Regions from separate parts of the Sus scrofa genome. Here region 1 is linked to region 2. A link is a contact called in public HiChIP or PLAC-seq data. All regions are on one chromosome and are shown on one strand. Each heading gives the region's core, a stretch centred on a gene start, on an enhancer-like site or on the middle of the called end of the contact. The rest is flanking DNA. Distances are from core to core; before and after follow the strand shown. Region 1 overlaps LPP (lipoma-preferred partner). Region 2 has its middle 46 kb from the start of LPP.

What was found. HiChIP or PLAC-seq counts read pairs in DNA pulled down with a chosen protein or histone mark.
Region 1: a contact with region 2 is called in an H3K27ac HiChIP or PLAC-seq map of skeletal muscle. The contact joins two enhancer-like sites. A contact is called at or near these places in 2 of 2 datasets of contacts at active chromatin or transcription factors (alveolar macrophages and skeletal muscle).

The regions. Positions count from the first base shown.
Region 1 is chr13:125,961,345-125,967,785 of Sscrofa11.1, reverse strand. All of the region lies in intron 2 of LPP (lipoma-preferred partner), which reads right to left. Among named protein-coding and RNA genes, the nearest start is that of LPP, 180 kb to the right of the region's middle. Within about 2 kb of position 4,460, at least 8 of the 83 cell types and tissues checked have an H3K27ac peak or open chromatin away from gene starts, as enhancers often do. A contact at or near this core is called in skeletal muscle, where this site is marked.
Region 2 is chr13:125,732,892-125,739,736 of Sscrofa11.1, reverse strand. No RefSeq gene overlaps it. Among named protein-coding and RNA genes, the nearest start is that of LPP, 46 kb to the left of the region's middle. Within about 2 kb of position 3,371, at least 5 of the 83 cell types and tissues checked have an H3K27ac peak or open chromatin away from gene starts, as enhancers often do. A contact at or near this core is called in skeletal muscle, where this site is marked.

The DNA of each region.
Region 1 (6,441 bases), core at 3,211-5,710, 230 kb before region 2:
TATCATAATTCTCTATGGAATGGTAGGAAGAGCACTGAAATAGGAAACAGGACACTTAAGTTCTGGGTCCTGCTCCTCTGCCACTATCAGCTGCCAGCCTTTAGCGGAATGGCTTATCTGGCTGTGGAATAGGATATCTTATAGTATTCCAACTGGAGTTCTTGAGGTTTCTTGAGAACCAAATTGTCCAAAGCTTATGCTTTGCAGATGAGACTGAGGCCCACCAGAAAACAGGTGATTTCTCTCAATTATACATCTCTATCATTCGTGCCCAGTTTACTGGGCATGGCTGATACTCACCTGCCTCTGAGTGTTGCCTCAAGCTGATTCTTGTCTGTCAGAGATTTCCCCTCAGGTCCCTGTAATCTCCCATTGATGTCCATTTATTCATCCTTCAAAGCCAAATCCAGTCCCTGGTTTTGTAAGAAACCTCCTCTAGAAAGAGTTCCCCAAATACTCTCGCTCACAAAGCATAATTACTGAGCCCACACATCACACTGAGACTTGGCTGGCCCTGAATCAAACTCACCTCCACATACCTGCCAGCTCCCTCCTTCAATGTCTTAGCAAGCCACCTTTCTTGGTAGGTGCTAAGTAATTGCTTCTTAAGTCAGGTTGGTCTACACCTTGGTTTTCTGACACTGGGTCAAGTACCTTCTCAAACACATCATGCCTCCTCTGACCATCACCAGCCTGGATGTGCACACTCCCCAGAGCAGCCAAAATAGTTTCAACCTTCTCCCAATCCATCAAGCTATTTACCAGAATGACTAAATACACAAGAAGGAAGAGACATAAAGAAAAGGTGAGGAGAAGCAAAGAGCATGGACTATAAACTGGATAAGCAGCCATGCCTCTGAGTGAAGATGCACTAGAATTACCATGCCAATTTTACAAGGGACAAATCTGCAGTGCAGACACTCAGTGGGGGGCCTAAAATCTGACTCCTAGTCCCCAGTGGAGCAAGGAGGTCCAGTTCTACAGCCTAAAGGATGCTGTGGTAAACTGTCAGGTGGACACGGTCTCAATCCCTAGCCATTGGCTGGACAGGCCCGCTCAGTCTACTGCAGAGAAACAGAAACATCTAGAAAGGAAGAGCATGGCAGCCACCAACCACCAAGGTTTTTAACCAAGTGACTCTCGACCAGTAATATCGGAGTAAAAGCATGACAGAAAGATTTATGAGGCAGAGCTGGGTAACTCCAGAGGCAACCCAAGGCACACATCAGATGGGAATTTTAAATAATCCCTTTAAACACATGAGGACTCAGATGCCAGCACATGTAGTGATGGCCCCAGCCAGACAGCAAAGGCATATTGGCACCACTGTAATTTGTCCATTCACCAATATGCTTCCCGAAAAACACCCATATGCTTTCTTTTAGCTTCCATATGCTTTTTTAGCAAGGAAACTAAAATATTTCATTAGTTTTGAGTAATTAATAATTACTTATTTCACAATAGTCTCCCTCATTAAAAAACGAAAATAACTGATTAAGCTGCAGGATCCTGGCTTTCGACTCAAGCTTTTTTAATTTTTTTTTTTTTTTTAATTCTTCCCCTCTAGGAATTGAGTAATAGAGTAAAACAGCCAGTGTGGAAATACTCGCTCTATGGGGAATGAAGAGTTATCGTACCCATAGCCCAGCATTCCTCCTGACTGAGACATCAGTGTATAATGAAAAGAGCACGGACTCTGGGAGCCTCAAGACTTGGGATCCAGTCCCAGTTTGACCCCTGGTGAATCCCACTTCTGAGGAAATGAAGGGCGTTGAAAAGATAAAGACTGCTGGATTCCTTCAACCCGCCTTCCATGATTCCCAGGGAGCAACTTCACAGGGCTCCCTCCTGTCTCTCAAGGCTTGGGGAAGGAATGCCTAGGAATGCTGGCACAGACCCAGTCATTGTCAGCAGGCCTGTAGCCAACAGACTCGAAATTGGTCTCCAGCCGAAAACAATGCTTCTCAAACTCTAATGAGCCTAGGAACTACCTAGGGATCTTATTAAAATGCAGATTCTGATCAGTAAGTCTGGAGTGTGGCCTGAGGTCTGCATTTCTAACAAGCTCCCAGGTGATGCTGATGCTCCTGGTCTTCAAACCAAACTCTAAGAAGCAAGGATCTAAAAAATCTAAAGATGAAGTTAGGAAGTAGAATCTATAAGAACAGGTCGCATGTGCCTGTCTCATTTGGGCTAGGATGCAAACTATTAATCACACAGACAATAATATTTTTGTATTATATAGCACAGTGGTATTCCACTTATCCTCCCAACAGTCCTGCCACTAGGGTGTGATTTCCATTTTACAGACAACGAAACTGAGATCCAAAGAAATCAAGATACTGCATCCAAGGTCCGGCAGCTAACAGTGCTGGATTCCCAATCCAGCTATATTTACCTGGGAAGTATGAGCATGAGCGAACAGATGACAGAAAATTTAATTAGCTGTTACTGTAGGATGCTGGTATGAAGTCTGGTCCTTGTTCTGCCTGCCCATCTGAAGGTGTTGCCCCTGACAATCTCCAAGGCCTCTTCCATGTCTCACACCAGCGGTCAGTCCCAGGGCTCCCACATAGACTCACGGTGGGTCACCAGGCCTTGAGATGAGCTTCACACATGTGGCAGTCATTACATCTTGGCACGATCCAAATTCTAACTGCTCACATCTGCATCTGTGCTGATCTGTGCACAGCCAGGAGTCTATCTCTAGTAAAAATCCCCCGCATAATAGGGAGAAAACAACAAATGGATTTCCCAAAGCATTGAGATTCCAATTCAGTTGATAACCTGCAGTATGATCAGGGCTCTATGACCCTATCACTCTGTCTCCTCCTCCTCTCACTTATAAAAATGGAGAAACTGAGAATACTAACCTGATACAAGTTTGAAAGAATGGGAAAAATATGAGTTATTTATAAGGCAGTTTATACAACTGCCCAACTTTCTTATTCTGCCTGAAGGTACCAGCAGAGTACTTAATTAATGAATTTTCATGTAAATGTTTCAGGACATATGATCTTGTTCATCTCTGAACTCCCATTGCTCACATTCAGAGTATTCTTCAGGGGGCCTCTGTCCAATTCCTACCAGAAACTTCTACAGTTTTTAGAATTGTTTCACTGTCCCTATTCATAGTCTGTGTTATCTCTGGAGGTATTCACACATCTTGAAGCAGATGTGCATTTGAATCCAGACTTTGCTATTTTATTTGCTGTATGACATTAGACAAATTACACAAACTCTCTGAGCTCAGGGTCCACATAAGAAAGGTGGGAAAAAATAATTTTCTACTTTATGAGATTAATGAAATGAAGTATTAAAATGGATAGCACTTAGCAGATTTTGGATTAAAACAACACCTGAGTGAGTGAATGTGTGTGAGTGAGTGAATGAATAAAATAAGTAGAATAAGAATTTCAATATTAAGACATCACTCAACAACTTGAAATGTAATAAATGTCCAGAGTCATGCTCATAAATGAGTCTGACACTCAGAGCAAAACAATAGGTGAATTGTGGGAGAAATCCAACAGCAAAGGAAATGTATGTTACCCAAATGTCATCACAGACTTCCCACACTGAAAAATATCTTTTGCTTAATCTAGAACCTATATATGATCTTCAGAAGGTTTACAGACCTCCTGAAATTATAGACAACATTCTATGCAGACATGTATTTTCTATTTCATAGATTCATCTGCATTTCCAAATATTCCATAATCCTTTCCCCTACCGCTAAACACACACACAGAGAGACAAATTAATAACTACTGCCTTAGGCAAGTCCCTTGACAGAAAGGGATCTTCCAACTCAGAGAGAAAGAAGTTTATTTAATAAAACAAGGCTAAAAGACACAAGCATGCAGCTTAGAAAGAGACAGTGGAAGTTTTCATGATGAGCACTCCAAACCAGACAAAGAATTTCAGATTCAGCTTGGCTGCAAACTTGCTATGGGACCTTAGAAAAATCAGAGACTCATGAAAATCAGAGTTGGGGAAACTCAGACATCATCTATTTCACTCGCTTCCGCCTCCTCCCCCTCCCATATTACAGATGGAGAAACTGAGGTTCAGAGGAAAGTCATGCTTTCACCAAAGTCACAGCAAATTAAGTAGAGCCAGGATTGAACCACAGACTCAGTAATATAATTGCCACACTCTACATGCCAGGATTATGAGGTATAAGATAAGTGTTAAGACCCAGTGGCCTCAAAGTTATCTTCTAACTATTAGATAATTACTACTCTCTTCTCTGGAAATCTCATGAAAACATTAGTTTGATTTTGGCAAAGATCATCCCAGCTGATTGTCAGTCCCAGCCCAGTCCCACGAGAACAAGGCAGAGAGAAGGTCTGAAAGAATGAAAGATGCTGCTGTTAATCTTGGGTAGCACAGTGACTGTGAACTGCAGGCCTTGAACTAGATTTCACCATGTTGGCTATTACTCTCCTGTCCCCTGTGTATTAATCCTGCATCTGTCTTCTCTTTATTAATGTTCCCAACTATGCGTAGTACATAGCCAGCTAGGAACTCATACTCAGCTTCCTATAATTCACTGGATCAGAAAAGGGCAGGAAGACACAGTGGTGAGGTCAGGGGCAAGTAATCTCTTACAGGAAGAACTACAGGGAAATCCACAGCCTCCTAATAAACACAGAGAAGACAAGCAGCCAGAATCCTCTATACCATGCCTCATGGAAAAAACAGAGAGGCTTGGCATCCATTTATGTTTCAAGGGCAGCTCACATCCCTGTGTTGACAATGGGATTGGTTTTGCCTGAAAATGGCGTCCCTTTAAAATCAGGAAGAGAAAGCACACTTCACATAGAGATTTCTCTCCTAAAACAGAGATATAACTATGGAGTCAGAAGAAAGAATTCTAGCCCAGATCTTCTAGCCCACTAATACATTAGACAAATCAGATTCTCTCCTTGACCCAAAATCTCCATCTCTGTAATGAAAGAATTTGGCTAGAGTGGTTCTTAAAGTCCCCTCTGCCTTTAACATTCTGATCTCTCCTTAAGGTCACTGACTGCAACCCTGGAAAAGTCAAACAACAAACAGAAGAGGAACCTCTCTATGCTACCAGAGTCTGTGAAACTGAGACCCAGATTATAGAGCAGAGAAACACGGAAGAACAGATGTTTTTTCTTTTCTACCAGAAACTGAATGGGAACCAAAAAAATGCATAAATGGCCAATCATACTGTATGTATAGTTCAAATCACTACCTGCCCTTCTGGTATGTACAAAAGTCAAATGCTGAAAAGAACAACTATTTTCACATACTGCATTCTCCTATGACATTGGAAAAGCGGCAGTAGGAGAAAGGATTGGCCAAGGGAAAAACATTGTAAAAAATAGGACATTTGACTAGAAGAAATGCCATACTGACCAGTCCAACTTTATCTGTTGTTAGATACTGAAAAGGACCCCAGAGAAGGGAAAGTGACTTGTCCAAGGCCCAGAGCTAGCAGTAGAATTAGATTCTCATGAATTTGGGTTCATAGAACATAACCCATAATGCATTGCTTCACTCCTGCAAACAATGAGATTCTATCCAGATGACTAAGAAAATAATTTTACTTATAACTACTGTCTCTACCTCCACCTCAAAAAAAAAAAAAAAAAAAATCACTGATTTATTTGTGTTAAGACAGATTAGGGCTGTTTCTATTAAATTATAATAAACAATGCACTCTAGCAATATAGACAAGTCCATGAGAATTAATTGGGCATTATTCATCCCTGCTAATGAATCACCTTGTAGAAAATAAGGAAAATCAATGTTCTACCAGAGGCCAGAAACCTGTTCTTGCTCAAGTACAGATATTCCCTGTTAAAGAACATCGGGTATCAGCTCTAAATAGTAAACAGGGTATACAGTTTCAGATTCCATGAAGTACAGCTTTAAATAGACTTGGTTTGGAAATTGGACAGGGAACACACCACAGTCAGTGGATCAACGTTGAAAGCCGAGAAAAACAATGATTACACTCATTAAGTGGGTACCTGTTGACACGTCTACTGTCAAGTCTAATTATTTATTTAAACAGTTATTCTGTCTTCATTACTGCCACCGATACCAATTCTTACCACAAGATTATTTTAAATTTCTGTAGCATGTCTCCATAATATTTACTTCTCTACTTTCCAAAGGCTATTTGAGAAGTTTTATCCTATTTTCCACACCAAAACCTCTTCCAAAACAAAAAAAAGTAGATAGACAGACAGATAGATATGATAGATAGATAGATGACAGATGGATGATAGACAGAAAAATAAATATTAAATCCCTCTGTCTCAAGAGCAATTTTTCATGATCTTTCAAGACATGATTAAAATTTTCTTGGTAATTTCAAAATGGGTTTTAGTGAAGAAGGGGGGCATAGTTAACCACTTCTCAAAACTTATTTTATTAATATTTAACAATTGGCATTGG
Region 2 (6,845 bases), core at 2,122-4,621:
CTGCTAGGCTATTTGCATTCTTGATCAAACAACCTTGCATACATAGACACACAATTTTTTTAAATAGTTGAGTGGTATATGTCATTGTATGGATGTACCTTTATTGAATTAATCACTTGATTTTTAACCCCTGCTCCTCCTTTCCCCCTAATCACAAGTAATCTTGCAATAAATATCCTTGACTTTCTTTCTAGTGTACTTTGTGAGTTGTACCTTTTTTTTTTTTTAAATCGCTGTTCTTTGTCTTAGCGTGTGTCCACCAGAAATCAGAATTGAAGTAGAGGGATTATGTTATTTTGCTTTATTAAGGAATCTTATCTCAGGCAACAAAAATGAAAAAGGAGGCAAAGGAGGGAAAAAGGGAGAATTCAGTAGGAAAATGGTTATTGAGCTTGTCATTACTCAGTGAGACTGATTGCTCAATAAGTGAGACAGCACCCCTAAGTGGCCTTAGAAACTGCATATAAATACTACCCATTAATGGAGTGGGGGAGAAGAGGGAAGAGTTTATCCTCTGGTTCCCAGCTCCCATTGGTCAAAGGTCTGCTCCATAGCATGTTAAATCCCCTACACTTCTAGCTAGTGCATGCGCATGCAGGGCTACTGACCTGATCCTCAGCAATGTTGACGACAGTCCTTGGGTAGGAGAGGAAAAGGTTCAGTGTGAGCATTAGAAGATCTCTTTGTCCCTCTGCAATTCACCAGATCCACACAGAAATGAAACAAGTAATGTGAGGCCAAGAGGGTCGGACCTGGTCCACGGGGTAGACTGTGTTGGACATCCATTATGCACCCCCTAAAGATCTGATCATTCTCCTTCTTATATCTGGTTTCCACACTGCAATAGGGAAGAATCTCTGGGAGAAAAAGATGCTCTCACTTTTCCACGAGGGGCCATAAAAGTTCAATCAGAGTCTTCTTCAAGATGGTCTTGAAGCCAAAATTGAGATTTGCTTTCTCTCTCTTTAACCACTCTTTCTAAGCATCCCTCTCTTTGGCCAGCGTGTCAGCTGGTTGGTTTGCCTGCCTGGTGGAGTGGCAAGTTATACATCTTACTTGAATATGCCAGTGCCTCTAGCTGTTCCCCTGAGTCACGCTCACACTCCCCACCATGACCTTAGTTCAGATCTGCTTCATCTCAGCCTCTATTGTTGCAAATAGGTTTTTAACTGAGCTCCCTGGCTTTCATCTCTTCAGCTCTATGGTCCTTACTCATGGCCATTACCAGATGAAAATTTGTAAAAGGAGAGCTTGGGTTTTGTGAGTCTCTACATAAAAATGGCTTCCTATTGCTCAAGCAATGAAGTTTGAACTTGTTTTGTTTTTGGTTTTGGTTTTTTTTTGCCATGCCTGCAAAAGTTCCCAGGCCAGACATCTGAACCCATGCCACAGCTGCCACCTGTGCCACAGCAGTGACATAGCCAGATCCTTAACCCACTGAGCCACCAGGGAATGCCAGGTCTGAAGTCTTTAGCTGTAAACTGAAGTCTCTTATTAATTAATCTGATCCCTACTATATTTCCAGCATTATTTCTGCTTTTTTTTAAACTCCTGTGCTCTAATCCCAGATAGCCACTCTGATTCCATGCTTTTCTGCTGTCACTCGTTTTCTCATGCTGTTTTTATCACACATGTGCATGTCTAAACCCTGCTTCTTTTCCAAGGCCCAATACAATGAAGACAGTTACTAAACTAGGGAGTAAGGGATAGAGTCAATGGGAAATGAAGAGAAGGGGTCAGGGGCCATCTCAAAGAAACAGGAAGGTTAGTCAACAGCAAATTTAAGGAACCCAGGCACTATCACTGGGTACCTTACTCTAATATCCTAACTATAGGGTTCTTCTTATGAATTGTTTCTTTTTTAAAAAAAAAAATTAAAAAAAAGAAAATTAAAAAAGTATATGTGTATGTGTGTGCTAAGTCATAAGTCTTTTAATGTTTTCTGGAAAAATTTTTTTTGAGAGCATACTCAATACAACAACAATTATTTACACATTAACTAGCATGTTCTAGGAATTGTGCCAGTGGTGAATAAGATGCACACTTTGCCACTAAAGGGCTTAAATACTAGTCAAAAAAATAGATAATTGAGTAGTAAGTTAAGTATAGGAGGAAATATGGTATTATGGGACTTTGGAGAGCTATCAAAGGGATGCGAATGGGTGACACCTGGATAGGGGATTAGAAAAAATGATAAGTGAGCTGAATCAATCTCAGGATAGGCCTCTGTGTCCAATGCTCACTCATCTGTTTCTTTAGTCATCATTCAATGATTTACTTTTGTTCCTTCAAATAGCAGCCCTTTACTGGGTGTGTACTGCCAGACACTCTTAGGCAATCACTCTTTTATTCCTAATCCCCTTCGAAGAAAGAGTGGCCATTTGACAAGTTCTTGAGCCATTGAGGTGAAAAGAGTAAAAAGGTAAAAAGAGTAAAATTGCTGCAGGGGTCCAGAAATATTTTGACTCCCTGATATTGATACCGCAGTTTTTCTCTCCACCTTTATGTTCACTGAAATATGTATATGATGATTGTAGCTGCTGCCGCCAGAATGTAACCATGAGGAAAAGCGCAGGGAATTTCAACTTAATAGAATTGTGATGATTTTATGGTCCCTCTCAGCTAGCACCAGCAGTCATCTTCTTGTGTATATTTTGTGTGAGAAAAAGAAATTTCCATTTGTTTAAGTTGGTGTAGTTGGGTTTTCTGCTACTTGCAACTGATAGCATTCTTAACAAAGTTGGGCCTGTACTTTGGGCCTAGACTTTTTTTTTTTTTTTGTCTTTTTGCCTTTTCTAGGGCTGCTTCCCAAGGCATATGGAGGTTCCCAGGCTAGGGGTCTAATCAGACCAGAAGCTGCCGGCCTATGCCACAGCCACAGCAACGAGGAATCTGAGCCGCGTCTGCAAACTATACCACAGCTCACGGCAATGCCGGATCCTTAACACGCTGAGCAAGGCCAGGGATCGAACCTGCAACCTCACAGTTCCTAGTGTGATTCATTAACCACTGCGCCACGATGGGAACTCCTGGGCCTAGACTTTTGAATGGTGATCTCTTAATAAAGCTGTCTGTTGCAAACAGCCTGAAAAGGAGAGAGCCCACACTACAAAGGAGCAGGTGCTAACAGCCCTTCAGTTGTTCCACTTCAGTGAATGAGGCACGGAGATTTATAACGGGGAGGTTGGGACAAGAGTTATAGGTGTCTGGCCCCCTGTCTCAGCACCACCGTGTATTTCATTAATGAAGTGTGAGACCAGAACTCCATAAATTCACATAGTAGCAGAAGTGGGCTGCAGCTCCTCAGTGGAGTTATTCAGGGAGCCCAGCATCACTCTTTGCGTATTAGAGAAGTTCACAGCTGGTTAAAAATAGGCTTGGAGAGAAGTCGCTTTTAGACCACAGCTCATTTTGGATTTCTCTGGAATCCCATTCTGGGCCACAGTGTATTTCCTTTTTCCTTTCCTTTGAGTAAGAGCACCCAGGCGGTTCCGAGACAATAGATATAGGGTTATCTTTAGGTCTGCCGTGCACTGAAAGCAGAACTAGGGAGAAACAACAGTAACCCTTTAGGCACATGGAGTGTTACAGCTTTTTAATAAGTGCCCACATGGACCGAGCCTTCACATGGGTGAGGCTTTAAACTCCTCAAAACAACCCTCTGAGAAAAGTACCATCAAGAACCTCTTTCCTCTGATGAGAAACCTGAGGTTCAGAGTAGAAAAGCAACTTATTTAAGGTCACACAGCTAGTAAGCAGCAGGACCCGATGGGGCTTTCCACATCACATCATTTTGATCCTTAGAGCAGCCTTGTGAAGTAGGCAAGGTGGGGAGACGACCCCAGTTTACAGAGAGAAAGCAGGACCAGAGAAGTGAAATGATTTACCAAAGTCAATTTGCTCATGCACAATAAAATCAGGGCTTGAACTACACTGCTGATTTTTTTTTTTTTTTTTTTTTTAAGGGCTCCACCTGTGGCATATGGAAGTTCCCAGGCTAGGGTCAAGTTGAAGCTTCAGCTGCCAGCTCATGCCACATCCACAGCAACGTTGTTGGATCAGAGTGACATCCGAGAACTACACAGCAGCTCATGGCAATGCTGGATCCTTAACCCACTTGTTGAGGTCAGGGATTGAACCCATATCCTCACGGGTTCTTATCCCACTGAACCACAACGGGAACCCCCACACTCTGACCTAAAGTCCGAGAGCACTGTAGAAACTAAACATTCAGGTCCCTCAGTTCTGAAAGAAGAACAGTCTGAATTTTGTGGGGTTGACTTCTAAGGTTTAACTGCAGGCCCTGTATCAAGGAGCCAAATATTTCAGGGCTAATCTGATTTATTCAGAGTCTATGAGTGCTATGTTCCTCTCTAGTACATCTGTTGAATGATATTAGGTCCTGACATTTAAAATCCCAGTATAATATTGTTTCACTGTTAATGTAACAGTCCTTCAAATAGTGGGAGAAGAGTGAGCTGGAAGGAATAGATGTCTTAAATGTGGGACAGCCAATTTAGCTGATAAAATTAATATAATATACCTTTGAACATTTAAATTATCCTGCGACAAGGCAGCGAGAATTAACTTATAATGGGGATAGGGTAGGTACTGTACATGTGAACTTTTTTTTTTTTTTAAAAAAAGAAAAAACACACCTGAGTTTTGAAAAATAAAAGTGGTTTGCCCACATTTTCAAGCACAGTGGTAATCAAAAGAGCTCTATGGAGGTAATAATACCTTGTATTTAAATACTGCTTGTCTCTGAAGAGCTCACAGCATGCTATAATCATTTCCTTATTATGATTCTCAAAACTTCCTGGGTCAAAAAGTCACAAAGTTTAAACCTTAACCACCTGGCCTCAGTTTCCTCTTGGGGAATGTGAGGTGAAAAAGTAGGCTATGGTCTCAGAATTCCATCAATGCCCAAATTCTCCCCACTACCCTCTCTACCCCCCATCTCCCCAGACCCCTGTCCTTATTATCCTACTACCCTATTTAGCCTATCTTCTTCTTCTTTTTTTTTTTTTTTCTCTAGATCTAACTGGTTACTCTCATGAAAGAACCATATATTATTTTAATTAGAAGAGTTTCACTCCAGTGAGCTGGAGGCTGAGCAAATAGTTTCACTTGGGGATGGGAGAGGGTACCTTCAGAGAGAGGGGGTCCATTTTTATCTGCTTTTTGGTAATATTGGAGCTCTGCATGAGATTTGATCTTTAAAAGAGAATTTCTTGCTGTTTAAAAAATTGAAATCTGCCGGGCTAGTCTAAACCCTTCATTTTGTGGATGGAAAAACTGAGGCCCCAAGCAAGGGAGTAACGTGTTCAAGGTTCCACTCCAGTTGTTGGGTGGCCCATCTGTCTTTAAACCCTGGTCTTTGGGTACCAGTCTGGGGCTCCTGGCAGGTCACTGGGTTGTTTTCCCCTAGCTGTCACTTTCACTGACATAACTGTCACCCTGAACGCAGACCAACAGCTGTGTGCTCACACTTAGGGTGCCTGGAACGCTCCTCACAGAACAACATCCACTTCCTTTTTTAGAGTTAAAGGGACTCATTTTACCCAGGAACGTGAGGTAAGAACCTAGGCAGGAAGAAGCAAGGAGAATTAGTACGTGCCATTTTCACCTAGTCCCAAAATGGTTCTCCACCTCAACTAGGTCACAAAGAAAAAAAGTGTAAGTACAAATATACACATGTATTTATATAGCTACTGCCTCCCAGTGAGCTTGAAGCATATATAAACACATACATACACATGTTATGTTAGTTCTTCTGAGGGAAAGGAGGGAGAGTTATCACCAGCCTTGTTATATAGTGAAAAAATCAAGGCACAGAAGAAATTCAACTTGACTCACATCATGGCCTGAATTGCTGGTGTTGGCATAAGGATGTCTAAACATTTGTGGTATCATATTGTGCTTCAGGAGCAGAGTCTGGGAAGCGGAAGACCCAAGCTGTAGACCCGTGTTGAGCTGTGGTATTGAGCAGGTCCCCCAAGCTTTGGTTTCCCCACATGGTGAGTGGCTAGATGAGGGGGTATTGGCCATTTTCTCTTTATGGCTCTTTTCTTTGTACTGTAAGTTATGTGTGAGGAGGTTGAAAGGAGTAGGACGAAGCCTAGAGCCACCCACCTGGATGGGCTGGGGCTGCCCCTTGCTTCCCTAACCCTGGTGCTCTATACAAGGTGTGCAGCTTGCATTCTGTAGGCTATTTTTGTTGGGGCCCTAGATCAGACCACATACTGAGGGTTGATGCTGCTCCACGGGAACCCAAATCCCAGATGCTGTTGTGTAATCCTGTAATCTAAAAAGGAGACCAGGTGTGTTTATGTGTTAAGGGGGCCTGGGGAGGCATATTCAGTGGGTTGTGTATAGTGCGTTGTCTGTAGTGGGTCCAAACTCTAAGGTGTGGAGGTTCCTGAGTGATTCTATTGGGGTAGGGCTTGCTTTCCTGGCCTCCAGGAGGCAGGCCAGGAGCAAGATGGGGGACTGGCTCTGTTAGAGTCCTCAGAAGTACCCTGGGAGTAGTAGTAAGTTTAGACTATTCTTAGCTTTCCCTTCTTTTCATTATCCTGAGAATGGTAGTTAACTCATTAAAAGTCATTCCTAACACTGGTCCAGAGAAGATATACAGATAACCAACAAACCCATGAGAAGATGCTCAATATTATTAGTCAATAGGGAAATGCAAATCAAAACCACAATGCGATACCACTTCCTACCCGCTAGAAAAATTATTAAAAAAAAAAAAAAAACCCAGAAAATAACAAGTGTTGGCGAAGATGTAGAAAAATGGAAACTTTGTGTATTGCTGCTGGGAATATCAAAATGGTTCCGCCACT